Linked DNA regions of Mus musculus: region 1 is linked to region 2. A link is a contact called in public promoter capture Hi-C data. All regions are on one chromosome and are shown on one strand. The core of a region is the stretch at or near the end of the contact, and the rest is flanking DNA. Distances in the headings are between cores, read along the strand shown.

Evidence for each region. Promoter capture Hi-C pulls out the DNA fragments that hold promoters and counts their contacts.
Region 1: a contact with region 2 is called in a promoter capture Hi-C map of pre-B cells, with 4 times the contacts expected there. The contact joins two enhancer-like sites. A contact is called at or near these places in 5 of 39 promoter capture datasets (hippocampal neurons, liver, pre-B cells and 1 more) and 1 of 15 datasets of contacts at CTCF or cohesin (the NIH/3T3 cell line).

The regions. Positions count from the first base shown.
Region 1 is chr1:55,208,875-55,214,378 of GRCm38.p6, forward strand. It overlaps Rftn2 (raftlin family member 2), which reads right to left. Exons shown (of 9, transcript NM_028713.1): 2 at 5,246-5,429; 3 at 2,276-2,387. Gm51743 (a long non-coding RNA gene) reads left to right here. Exons shown (of 3, transcript XR_003948664.1): 3 at 1,958-2,282. Among named protein-coding and RNA genes, the nearest start is that of Gm51743, 9.6 kb to the left of the region's middle. Within about 2 kb of position 1,542, at least 119 of the 459 cell types and tissues checked have an H3K27ac peak or open chromatin away from gene starts, as enhancers often do. A contact at or near this core is called in pre-B cells, where this site is marked.
Region 2 is chr1:54,912,132-54,917,921 of GRCm38.p6, forward strand. All of the region lies in intron 1 of Ankrd44 (ankyrin repeat domain 44), which reads right to left. Among named protein-coding and RNA genes, the nearest start is that of Ankrd44, 11 kb to the right of the region's middle. Within about 2 kb of position 2,495, at least 136 of the 459 cell types and tissues checked have an H3K27ac peak or open chromatin away from gene starts, as enhancers often do. A contact at or near this core is called in pre-B cells, where this site is marked.

The sequences.
Region 1 (5,504 bases), core at 292-2,791, 300 kb after region 2:
TGGCCTATCTCACATGCATGCTTCCTGAAGCTTTTCTCTTAGAGAAGAACCCCACTACTCTAGGGGCTGCAACAGCAGGCTTTCCTGTTTCAGTAGGTCTTCAACGGTGTCCAGGAAGTTAGATTCAAAACAAGCACCCTGGTGGTTCTCTATCAAGACTCACTTAGTAGCTACATTTTTGTTTTCAAAAGAAACTGTCTGGAGTGGATTTATTCCCAGAAAGGAAAAATAACAAATAAAAACCAGAATAGTAGCAGAGAGCAGCTTGTGCACTCTGTAAAGCCTGGGTTTTTCCTTCCCCCTCAGCTGAATGGTAACCTGTACCTAAACTGGAAGAGACCTGGTTAACAGCTGTTAGTGTGAGTCGCAGTCCACAGGTGATCCTCCACAAGTGAGGTCACCGCCTGAAGGCAGCAACAGAAACACTCCACCTTTCCTTTTTCTCTTTGTAACTCAGGCTGCTCTGGAAGCCAGGGTCCCCCTGCCCTCAGCATCCTAAGTGCTCAAAGGTCGGAAGATGTGAGTCTGCATGCCTCACTCCAGTCTCACAATCTTTACCTGAAAAAAAGCGGAGTGGGTCCTTGACACCATATATTTAAATTAAATAAAGGCCACCTGGGTGTGCTGCTCTGATTTAATTCCAGCACTCAGAGGCACTGCTAGGCTGATCCCTGTGAGTTCAAGGCCAGTTTGGTCTAAAAAAAAAAAAAATCAACCTGTGCATCTCCTTTGGCACACCTCTATCTCTAAAAATATTTATATGAGTCATAGCAGTAGCAAAATTACAGTTTTGAAGTAGCAATGAAATAATTTTCTGGTTGGGGGCATCATAACATGAGGGACTGTATTAAGGAACTGCAGCATTAGGAGGGGTGAGAACCACAACAGCTAAGGCTACATAGTGAAACTGTTTTAAAAAACAAAACAAACGAAAACCCCACAAAACCAAAGACAATGACGACGATAACAACAACAACAACAACAAGAAAAGGACTTATAAGAATGTCAATGTGACTAAAAACTTTCAACAAAAAATTCTATCAATTTAGAATATTTATGGACATATAGATCTTCCCTGGTTTGGTCAATCTACATTTAGTGTTCAGTTTTTTAATTTATGCAGCTTTCAAAGTATACATTATTGTAATTTTCCCTCCATCTCTTTTCAAGTTATTTTTTCTTAAAAAAATAAAATAATTTTTTTGCTAACACCTCCATTCACAACTGAATGTGTCTACTTTTTTGGTTTTTTTTCATATTTTAAAAAAAGAAAATCTTTTTATTTCATCTGAAACTTTTGGAATTTACTTTCCACAGACCTGCTCCCCTAAGCAGTGACTAAAATACACGTATGCTTGCCATACCCTATTGCTACATTTGCGGTTAAACTTCTGTGCAGCCGAACTTCCTTTTGCTCCCTCTGGTCTGCTCTCCTGGCGCTTGGTTATGATCCTGTCTATTCTTGGTTGTCACTTTGACAGGATCTGGAACCGATTAACAGCCAAGTTGATGGCGCACCTGTGAAGCCTTTTCCTGCTCAGATTAACCCAAGTGAGAAGACCCACCCTAAAGGTGGGCGGTGCTTCTGGTGGCAGCCCCGCTAAAGGAAGCGGGAGGCACAAAGCTTTTTTTTTTTTTTGGCCTTCTGCCCTCTTGCCCTCCTGTGCTGCTTCAGTCCACCATGCTGGCAGCAAATTGCTGCTGCTAGTTTTGTCTGACATTAAAGCCCAGTTTCTTCAGCCTTCAAAAAGGGACTGAAGACTAGTGGTTTTCCAGAATCTTCCAGGCCTTCAGCATCCAGCTGAGACTGGTTAGGCATCCGGTCTTTGGAAGGAGCTGCTTCAGGGTATAAGGCAGCCCCAGTGTGAAGGGGGCCACTGCTCTCCTCCTTAGACTGCTACATAAACCAACCGGACAAGCCCTTCAGTGCACTCACTCTCATGCTCTTCCTCCATAGGGTCCTGGCTAATGCAGTTTAGTAATGGCTCACAGGCTCAACATTTTGAATTCCGTGGAATATGGCACCATTGGTTTCTTAATCTTCTGGATCCTCCTCTGTAGCCCAGACTGCCTGGAGCTCATGATGTAGCCCAGGCTGGCTTTGAACTCGTGTTGTAGCTGAGGATAGCCTTGCACTCATCGCCCCTCCCCTTGCACAGCCCCAGGATTACAGGCCTGTGCTACCATGCCTGGCTTCCCGGTGGTTTTCAGGTAAGAAAGGAAACTGTTTCTTAGCTGCCCCAGGAAGGCACTCTCAGTTCCTTCGACGCAGTACCTTGTCCATGAGTTCCTTTGCAGCGTCGTTTGCTTGTGCCTCACAAGTTAGTGGACACTCCTCCATCACAAGCCTTGCGCGCCTTTGTCCGCCTGCTGCAGAATGCTTGGGGCTGCAAGGAGAACAGGCATGGTCAGAGGCAAGCTGCTGCTTTCCAGCTATGTCCATAGGAAAGCCTTGAGCGGCTCAAAAGCAAGGTCAAGGCCATCACTTTGTTCCTTCATTCCTGATGCTTATCTCAGAGTGCTGCAGACACACAGAGATTTCTGTTACCTTGTATTTCCTTAATTTAAGCTTCCAGGGATTTGAATTCCTAATTTAAGGAGACTGCTGTTGGGCAGGAGCACAAGTAAGCACAGGAGCACGACAATCCTATTTAAATGCAGAGCAACACGTCTGTCTCTCCCTCTTTGTCTTTACTGAGCTCTAACTTTTGCCAGGTTGTAGCCACTGCTGAGCCTATCTAACACCAAAAGCAGGAAGGGCATTTATACACAGTTGATGGAATTTGTAATCAAGACATAGCATTACTACAGCATAAAAATGTCAAAAGTGTAAAAATGAAAGTGCTTAATAATGTTTGGAATGGAAACATTTATATTCTAGTAAAGGCTGAAGTCCATACACACTCTTGTGTGCCTGTGCATGTGTGTGTGGATTCTGTGTGTGGATTGTGTGTGTGAATGAGTATGTATGTGTGTGTGAGTGTGTGTGTATGCATAGGTAGTTACTGCTTCTAATAAACCAGACTGAAGGGGCTGGGGACATGGCTCAGTGGTAGAGTACCTGCCTAGAATGTGCGAGATCTTGGATTTGATCTTTAGCAGTGAACAACAAAACCTCCAAAACTTCTGCTCGCTCCCCCCTTCCCCGCCAAACCACCGGCCCTAGAACAGGCTTTTTCTGTGTAGCCTTGGCTGTTGTGGTACTTGCTCTGTAGACCAGGCTGGTCTTGACACTCAGAGAGCTTGCCTCCCTCTGCCTCCTGAGTGCTGGGACTAAAGGCATACACCAACATCACCCAGCTTTTTTTTTTTTTTTTTTAATACTTAGATAACTTAAGTGTCTCAGACAGGTCTCAAACCTAATATGTAGTAGAGAATGACTTTATTTTTTGACCCTCCTGAATGCTAGGATGACAGGCGTGTGAGCCTATATCTGGTTTCTGTGGTACCAGAAAATGAGCCCAATGCTTCCCACATGCTAGGCAAGCACTCGATTGACTGATGCACCCCTAGTCCACCATCTGAAAATGTAAAGGCCTGCTCTCTCTTCTCCCCTCCTTTTCCCATTTTCCTGTTCTCTCACCCTTTCCCCTCTTATGATTTTCTTTAGCCTTTACGTAGTAAGATTGCTGTTCACCCACCACTGTGAAGAGGAAACACAATTTTGAGATAAAAATTGTATCACTTTATTGTGTGTCTGTATGAGTGTGTGTGTGTGTATGTGTGTGTGTGTGAGTGTGTGTGTAGGGTCTGAGGACAGCTCTGTGGGGCTGGCTCCTTCCACCCTTTATGTGTTCTGGGATTGAACTCAACCTCAAAGCTTGCAAGGCCAGTATTCACCGTACCTCTCCCAGCCAGAAGTCCCTAAGACAGTTTTTATAAAGATGAAGAATTGTGCAAGACTCTTTAATATATTAATTTGAGGCAACATTATGGCCATTTTCATTCTTCATTGCAGAGACTCAAAGCAGCTGTGCTGGTTTGAATGCCCATGGCCCTCCTAGGCTAACACATTTGCATGCTTAGTCTTCAGTTGATCACCTAGGAAGGATTAGGTGTGGCTTTGTTGGTGTAGGGGTGTCACTGCCAGAGGGCAGTGTTTCTTCTTCTGCCTTCCGCCTGCAGCTCCAGCCCCAGCACTGCCACTGCCTGTGTTCCATCACGTGATAATCGTAAGCAACTCCCTAATTAAATGGTTTCTCTTTTAAAGAGTTGCCTTGGTCATGGTGTCTCTTCACAACACCTAAGTTAGAACAGTAACTAAGACAACAGTTTTCTTGTGGAGCTAACGCAGGGCCTTGCACAGGTGCTGTGCCACTGAACTATGTACTCAACCCAAAAGGTCCTTCAGACCCCGTTTTGCTTGTTAAAGAAAGCATAGCTTCAATCCCAAGAATCCCAGGGGAAACGTTGCCAATATGTCTATTTAATTTATGAGAACTTGGCATTGTAGTGCTTTCTTCTACTATGAAAGTTTTAGGATGCAGGCAGGCTAAGCTCCAGCTACCATTTTTTTTTTTTTTTAAGGTTTATTTATTTTATTTACATGAGTACACTGTAGCTATCTTCAGAAACACCAGAAGAGGGCATTAGATCCCATTACAGATGGTTGTAAGCCACCGTGTGGTTTCTGGGAATTGAATTCAGGACCTCTGGACGAGAAGTCAGTGCTCTTAACCTCTGAGCCATCTCTCCAGCCCCTCCAGCTGCTATTCTTAATGAGAACACAGGTACCTGGAAGAACTCTTGAGAGAGGTTGCCTAGACTGGGCCAGTTTGCTTAGGCTAATTGCTGATCCTTATCTTCTGGTGGTTCCTGTAGGAGTTGCCAGGACACCCAGCTTTAATGGGCGTTCCTTGGATCTCTCTCGACTTTCCCTTTCTCGATCACACCCTCCCTTGGTATTTATTTGCCTCCAAAGAGTAAAGACAACGTTGGGGGTGGGGGCTGTTCTGGCTCTCTCTCTCTCTCTCTCTCTCTCTCTCTCTCTCTTCTTGAGATTGGGCTGGAGAGATGGCTCAGCGGTTAAGAGCACCGACTGCTCTTCTGAAGGTCCTGAGTTAAAATGCCAGCAACCACGTGGTGGCTCACAACCATCTGTAATGTGATCTGATGCCCTCTTCTAGGTGTCTGAAGACAGCTACAATGTACTTACATATAATAAATAAATCTTAAAAAAAAAGATTAAAGAAAGTCATCATTCTTAACTGTCTCTGAGGTGACTTTTCTCAAGCGCTCTGCTTACCTTAGCTTCAGCCGGGACAGCACCGCCCTGTACAGGTGACTTGCTGGAAGGTGCTTCCGCTGCCCCACAGGTTGTATAACTGGGTGAATGGCCCCAACAACATAGCCCTTAAGATAATAGTCTTCCACTTTGGCAACTATATCCAGGACTGAATTTATCTTGATGACGTCTGGATTTGTTGAAGCTGAGATACCAAGAATGAAGAGAAAATTTCACATTGGTAATATTGAATTCTACCTTATTTCTATCAGTATGTGAT
Region 2 (5,790 bases), core at 1,245-3,744:
TAAAGCCCATGTAAACCAAGAATTGCATTTCTCCCCACTCCCTCCTAAAGAAGTTTTTATTCTGTCTAATCACTTCACTGGTGGCTGAAGAATTTTGAGAATCTTTTATTCTTAAAAAAAAAAAAAAATCCAAATCCACTGACTGCTCTGTGTGAGAGCGGCTGGTGCTCAGAGGGGAATCTTTTAAGTCAAAGTCATCAGAGACCAAGTGGCCTTGGTCACATCTGGATTCTGGTCACTGCTGCAAAGAAGACAGCCATTGCAGGAAACAGTAACCCATCCCCTCCTGCCCTACCCTGCTCCTGCGGTAGGCTAGTACTTCATGGCGCAAGCTGTTTCCTCCTCCTCTGTACCCCTGAGACTAATGTCCTAGGTCTGGTCTCTAACTATTCTGAGAGTGGGCACAAAGCCAGTCTTAAAGATACAGCAGCCTGGAAAGGAATCTGCCAAGCCGCAGCTAATATGTGCTGCATGTTACCCCTAGCTTCTACAGCACGAGGCTATAGCAAAATAGGCTCCTCTTCACTATGCAACATCGGCTGACATTACCTGGCACCCACACATGGAAGGGCTCAGGCAGGCACCACTGAGGTTTGCTACAGAATAGTACCTATCACACATGTATCTTAGTGCTTAGCAGCACCTGGCAGAGTCATTTGCTGAGACAGGGGCCATCACTAGCTCCACAGGTGCTTTGGGAGCACAGCTAAGGCAGTGGGAACTCCAGGCTTCCTATCACGTGGCCTTGGGACTGCAAATCCATGGCCTTTATTGTCTAGACAGGGAGATAGTCTGGCTCATTTGCAGGGCTACTCCTTTCAGATGCTGACTGGTGATTGGTGTTTTGACTCCATCAGCAACTGACAGCCCTAGTCCATAGTACCTGCTCCAGAGTGGCCTACCTTGAGTTAAAGCCACAGAGTTCAACTGGAGTCAGTCTGGTCTCATAAGCCCCAAAGTCCTACCATCAGCAGGGATCAGGAATGGACTTCTCTAAATGGACCTTTGTGTGAGACAGGACATGCTGTCCCCTGCTGGCAGTTCAGTGACCTTAGATTGTATCAGCTAATGATTTCATGATCAATATTTAATAATACTGGGCACTTTCCTGTTGGTATCATCCAAGGGAAAACTGAGACACAGGGAGATAAAATTACTGGCCAGGGTCTCACAGGGAATTCATGGTAGGAACAGAGTCAAATAATAATAATAATAATAATAATAATAATATTCAATCTCTGGAAAGGTTGGATGAAAAGGTAGCTCTGTGATCTTTAAAAATGACTTTGCACTTAGTTCACCAACACAGAGGAGGATGCTTAAAAGCAGAGGTGTCACGGGGACCCATTCCTGGGTACAGGAGCCCCAAGACTTCCTTCCTGCTATGCAAAATCATCTCTCTCTGGCAGTTACCACACCCATCCTCAAGACCTTGTGCTGGACCACAGAACTCACCAGCCCTCTAAGCTGCAGCCTCTGGTTACAACTTGGCTTAACTAACAACCTCCTCTGTCAGTGTCAGTACCCTAGGAAGCTTGGCTGCAGCTGAAGCATACTGGCTGGTGTTAATTGCTTCAAGAAGAAGCCAGACCATCAGTGTAGCATGAAGTTCAAGAGCATCACTGCCTACCTAGCTCCGCCCCGCACAAACCCACAAAGTCAACTTCCTGTCTGTCCCTATCTGATCCTTTCCTCTGTCTCTTTTTCTTCTGTCTCCTCTTTTTCCTCATCTTCATTTTAAATTTTTGAAACTTAGTCTCACTTAGCCCATGCTAGCCTTAAACTTATGTAGCCGAGGCTGGCCTTGAACTCCTGATCCTCTTTCCTTATATTCTCAAAGAGTGAAACTATAGATGTTCACAACCTCACTTACTTTGTTCAGTTTTTTTAAAAAGTCTTTCTCCTCCTAGCGTCCTTTCCCTCCCTCATTTCTCTTTCTTTGTTCTGTTTTTGCTGCTGTTGCTGTTTTGCTCTGGTCTTCATTTTTCTATTACCTTGCTACATTTTGCCCTATATTTCTACTGGTGAATCAAGTATGTTTTAAATTAAAACACACATATGTATCCAATTATGTTTGGCCTACATCCTCTTTTAAGCAATGTCCTGTCACTCTAAAAGAAAAAAAAAAAAAACGAGTTAAATTAAAATGACATTTTACAATGTATCCTTTCTATCCTCCACCTGATATTGTTAAACAATTTTCTTCAGAAACCTTCATAGGTTGGGATTTGGTGTTTTCTGTTGTTGTTTTGTAATGGTTTCCTCTAACCACACACCCCCATAGGACTAAGGATTGAACCCCAGGCCTCATGAATGCCAGTCGTGCATTCTAGCACTGAGCCCCCGCCCCCGCCCCCGCCCCAGCCCACGCTTATGGGGGGGGGGGGGCTTTCACCCCAGTAAATACCCATGCGAGGCCTGTAACTCTACACCTAAGTTTTAAGGCATTCTGTCATGATAACACTTTTCACGATGACTTCAGTTTTATGACGGCTGTTCTAACAAACAGTTTTGCTTTTACTTCCTCAAAAAGTCAGTTTTACACTGTGAAGAGGAAGTAGCATTCTTGCCTTTTTCAAAGGCCTTTTTGACAGCTTAAAACAAGAACGTCTACAAACTCCAATCTTTTTCACACTTGCATATCCTAGTGGATCTGTCTAAATGTAAACTCTATAAGTTAAATAAACTAAGCCAATTGCCAAGACAAAATCAGAACAAAAGGAAACACTTTTTTTAAAATTGTAGGACCCAATATGTAGGGTATTCAATAAAGAGATTTCATATAAAAATCAAATATCTGTGTACCACAATTTTTAAAATTAGAAAGAAATAAAACAAGATTAAGGTTGTAAATTTAAACAAAAAAAATCACTAAAACCTATTCTGAGAGAGCTGGAGTTGACTCTAAAATCCTTACCTGCTTAATTTGACAATGAGGATTTTAGGCATTTTGGATTCAGGGACTGTTTACTGAGCAGCAACAAACATTCACTTGGGGTACTCGAACATTTCTTGCTGAACTGTCAAAGGTCCCCCCATTATGCTTGTATTACTGTACCCACTTTACAGTCAAGGAAAGTTGTGTCATAGAAAGACTAAGAGAGAAGTTACGAGCAAGGCTGTGTGAACAGCTCAGATTCCCAAACATCAACTTCAGTGTTCTCCCATACAGTGGTTGTGAACACTGTTAAAACAAGATGCCATATATAAGGTGTGTATGTAAAAGTACAGTACTTGGTAAGTTGATAGAAGACCTTTTTTTACTAAAGAGCAGAAAATGGTCCCTAACATTAGCAACTAAATGCTGTCTGCACTCATCTCAGCATCTCAAGAAATAAGTGTCTAGAAGCCCCACAGTGCCTAAAATCTCCACTGCTGTGACAGCACTGTCTACTAAAACTGCAGGCGGCCACTTTCTAGCCTCTGGCCTTTGATATCCTTGAATCGTGTCTCCATTAAGAAGGCTATCGAATGTATAGAAATAAATGGCAGTAGTTTGATGTGCCTAAAGTCTAAAACCATTGAAAACAAGAACCAGTTCCACTCACTGGGAGGACACAGGTGTCAGTTACACTGATCTTTGAGCTTCTCCATGCTCTATAAAGCCCTGCAATTTAAACAAAAGCCCACTTTAAAGGCTACTTTAAACAAGGTAACTTTGGTCAGCTCTAATACCTAAATTCCCTCCCAAATATCCGAACTGAAAAATCAAACAGAGACAAGCTGAATCCAAGCCCTCTTTCAAATAGCCAATTCTTGGCTGGGGGTGTAGCCCACTTGGTTAACTGCTTCCCTGGCTCAAAGAATTGGATTTGATCCTGGGCACCACAGAAAACAGGCAGAGTGGCACAAGCCTGCAATCCCAGCACTGGAGGTAGAGAGACTCCGAAATTCAAGATCCTCCTCAGTTATACAGCACGTTCAAGGTTAGCCTGAGCTCCATAAGACCTTGTCAAGAGAAGGCAGTTGCGGTTCCAGGCATGGTATTGCGTGCCTTTGATCCCATCAATCAGGAATCAGAGGCAGGAAGATCTCTGTGAGTTTGGGGCCAGCCTGGGACTACACAGCAAACTCCAGAACCGTCAGGATTACACAGAGGCCCTGTCAAAAGAGAGAGATGGAGGAGGAGAGGAGGAGGGAGGGAGAGATAGAAAGGGGAGAAGGGACAGATTCCAATACAGATGCTCAAATGTCACATGAGTTATGAAAAAAACAAAGCTAAGCCAGCAACTATTGTCCTCACAACTAACTGCCTTAGACCTGCAGTTCATTAAATAGCAAACCCAGCAACAGCTTGTCCTTTGTTTTGGGTTTTTTTTGGGGGGGGGGTTGAGACAGGGTCTCACTATATAGCACCGGCTGACCTGGCTGACCTGGCACTCACTATGGAGAGCAGGATGGCCCCAAACTCAGAGGTCCATCTGCCTCTATTCCTCAAGCAGTGGGGTTCAAAGTGAGCCCCACCACACTCTGCCCAGACTGTGACTTTTTGGCAATCAATCAAAGACGCTGAGAACTTTTCTGAAGACAAGCTGTCAGGTGAGTGGGAACAGCTTTGGAAGCAAACAGAACAGGAAGAAGGGAGGAGGGTGGAGAAATTGCTTCCAGAAGTACTGTGGCTTAAACTGGTAGGTACGCCTTGGCAAATGATAAGTTTGTGGCTTTGTTTCTCAATTCGCCAGAGGACTCTCTTCTTAGAAATAGTTGCAATATCACACTCAGAGTAACCATCAACTATTCAATCAACATTCAATTTTCACCAATTTATTTTATAAAGATATATTTCTGTTTGTTTAAGTCAGGATTCAAGCCTATTCTTACTTGGCACTTCTTCCTTCTGCAACTGAGACTCTCTGTAAAATAGGGTCATCCTATAGGGTTTTTATAGCCTATATATTTTAATGTTTTGCTTTAAAACAAAATTACCAAGTAAAAACAGACCATCTCAGACCTACAACATTATTTCACCCATGTCCTGTGCTACCCAAACCACCAAGTTCTCACTCTGAAGTCCTTGCTATTCTTGTGGACATTTGTCCACAAAACACCGCCAGGAAACGTGCCCCGTTCCACCAAAGCAGGAAGAATCATGATCCCAGAAGACACCAGAAGGTCTCATGTCAACTGTCATATCAATTTACTTGATGGAATGAGGCAGGTACCAATTACAATGAGCTTTGCAAGGTCTCAGACCCACTTTTCCAAGCATCCAGGAGAGGACACAAAGTACTGATCAGAAGAACTAGGGAGACGCCTTCTTTATACCAGCCCCTCTCCTATTCAGTTTAGGCACTGAGCAGTTATCTCCTTGCCTCTATCCTTCCTACCCAACAAGAACTCTGTGCTTCAGTAAACTCATCCTCTTCTAGCCCCTCAGCTGAGAAGTACAGCACAACACTCACCTCCAACTGCTGCCTGAAGCATTCCCTCTCTAAGCATCAGTTGGACCTTCTGTGGCTCCCCAAAGCCTTCCCCAGTGACTCTATGCCTGGACTCCTATTGTCCCCAGTTAGCATTCCATATGTAGCCTAAACCTCCAGCTGGCTTGACAGCTGTTTTGATGTCACATATATCCTACCAACATTTGATGAGGGTCTTTAAGATTTATTTGTTTGTTTTATGTATATGAGCACACTGTAGCTGTACAGATGGTTGTGAGCCATCTTGTGGTTGCTGGGAATTGAATTCAGGACCTCTGCTTGCTCCAGTCCGCTTGCTCCCATCACCCTCCCCCACCCCCTGCTCGCTCTAGCCCAAAGATTTATTATTGTAAGTACACTGTAGCTATCT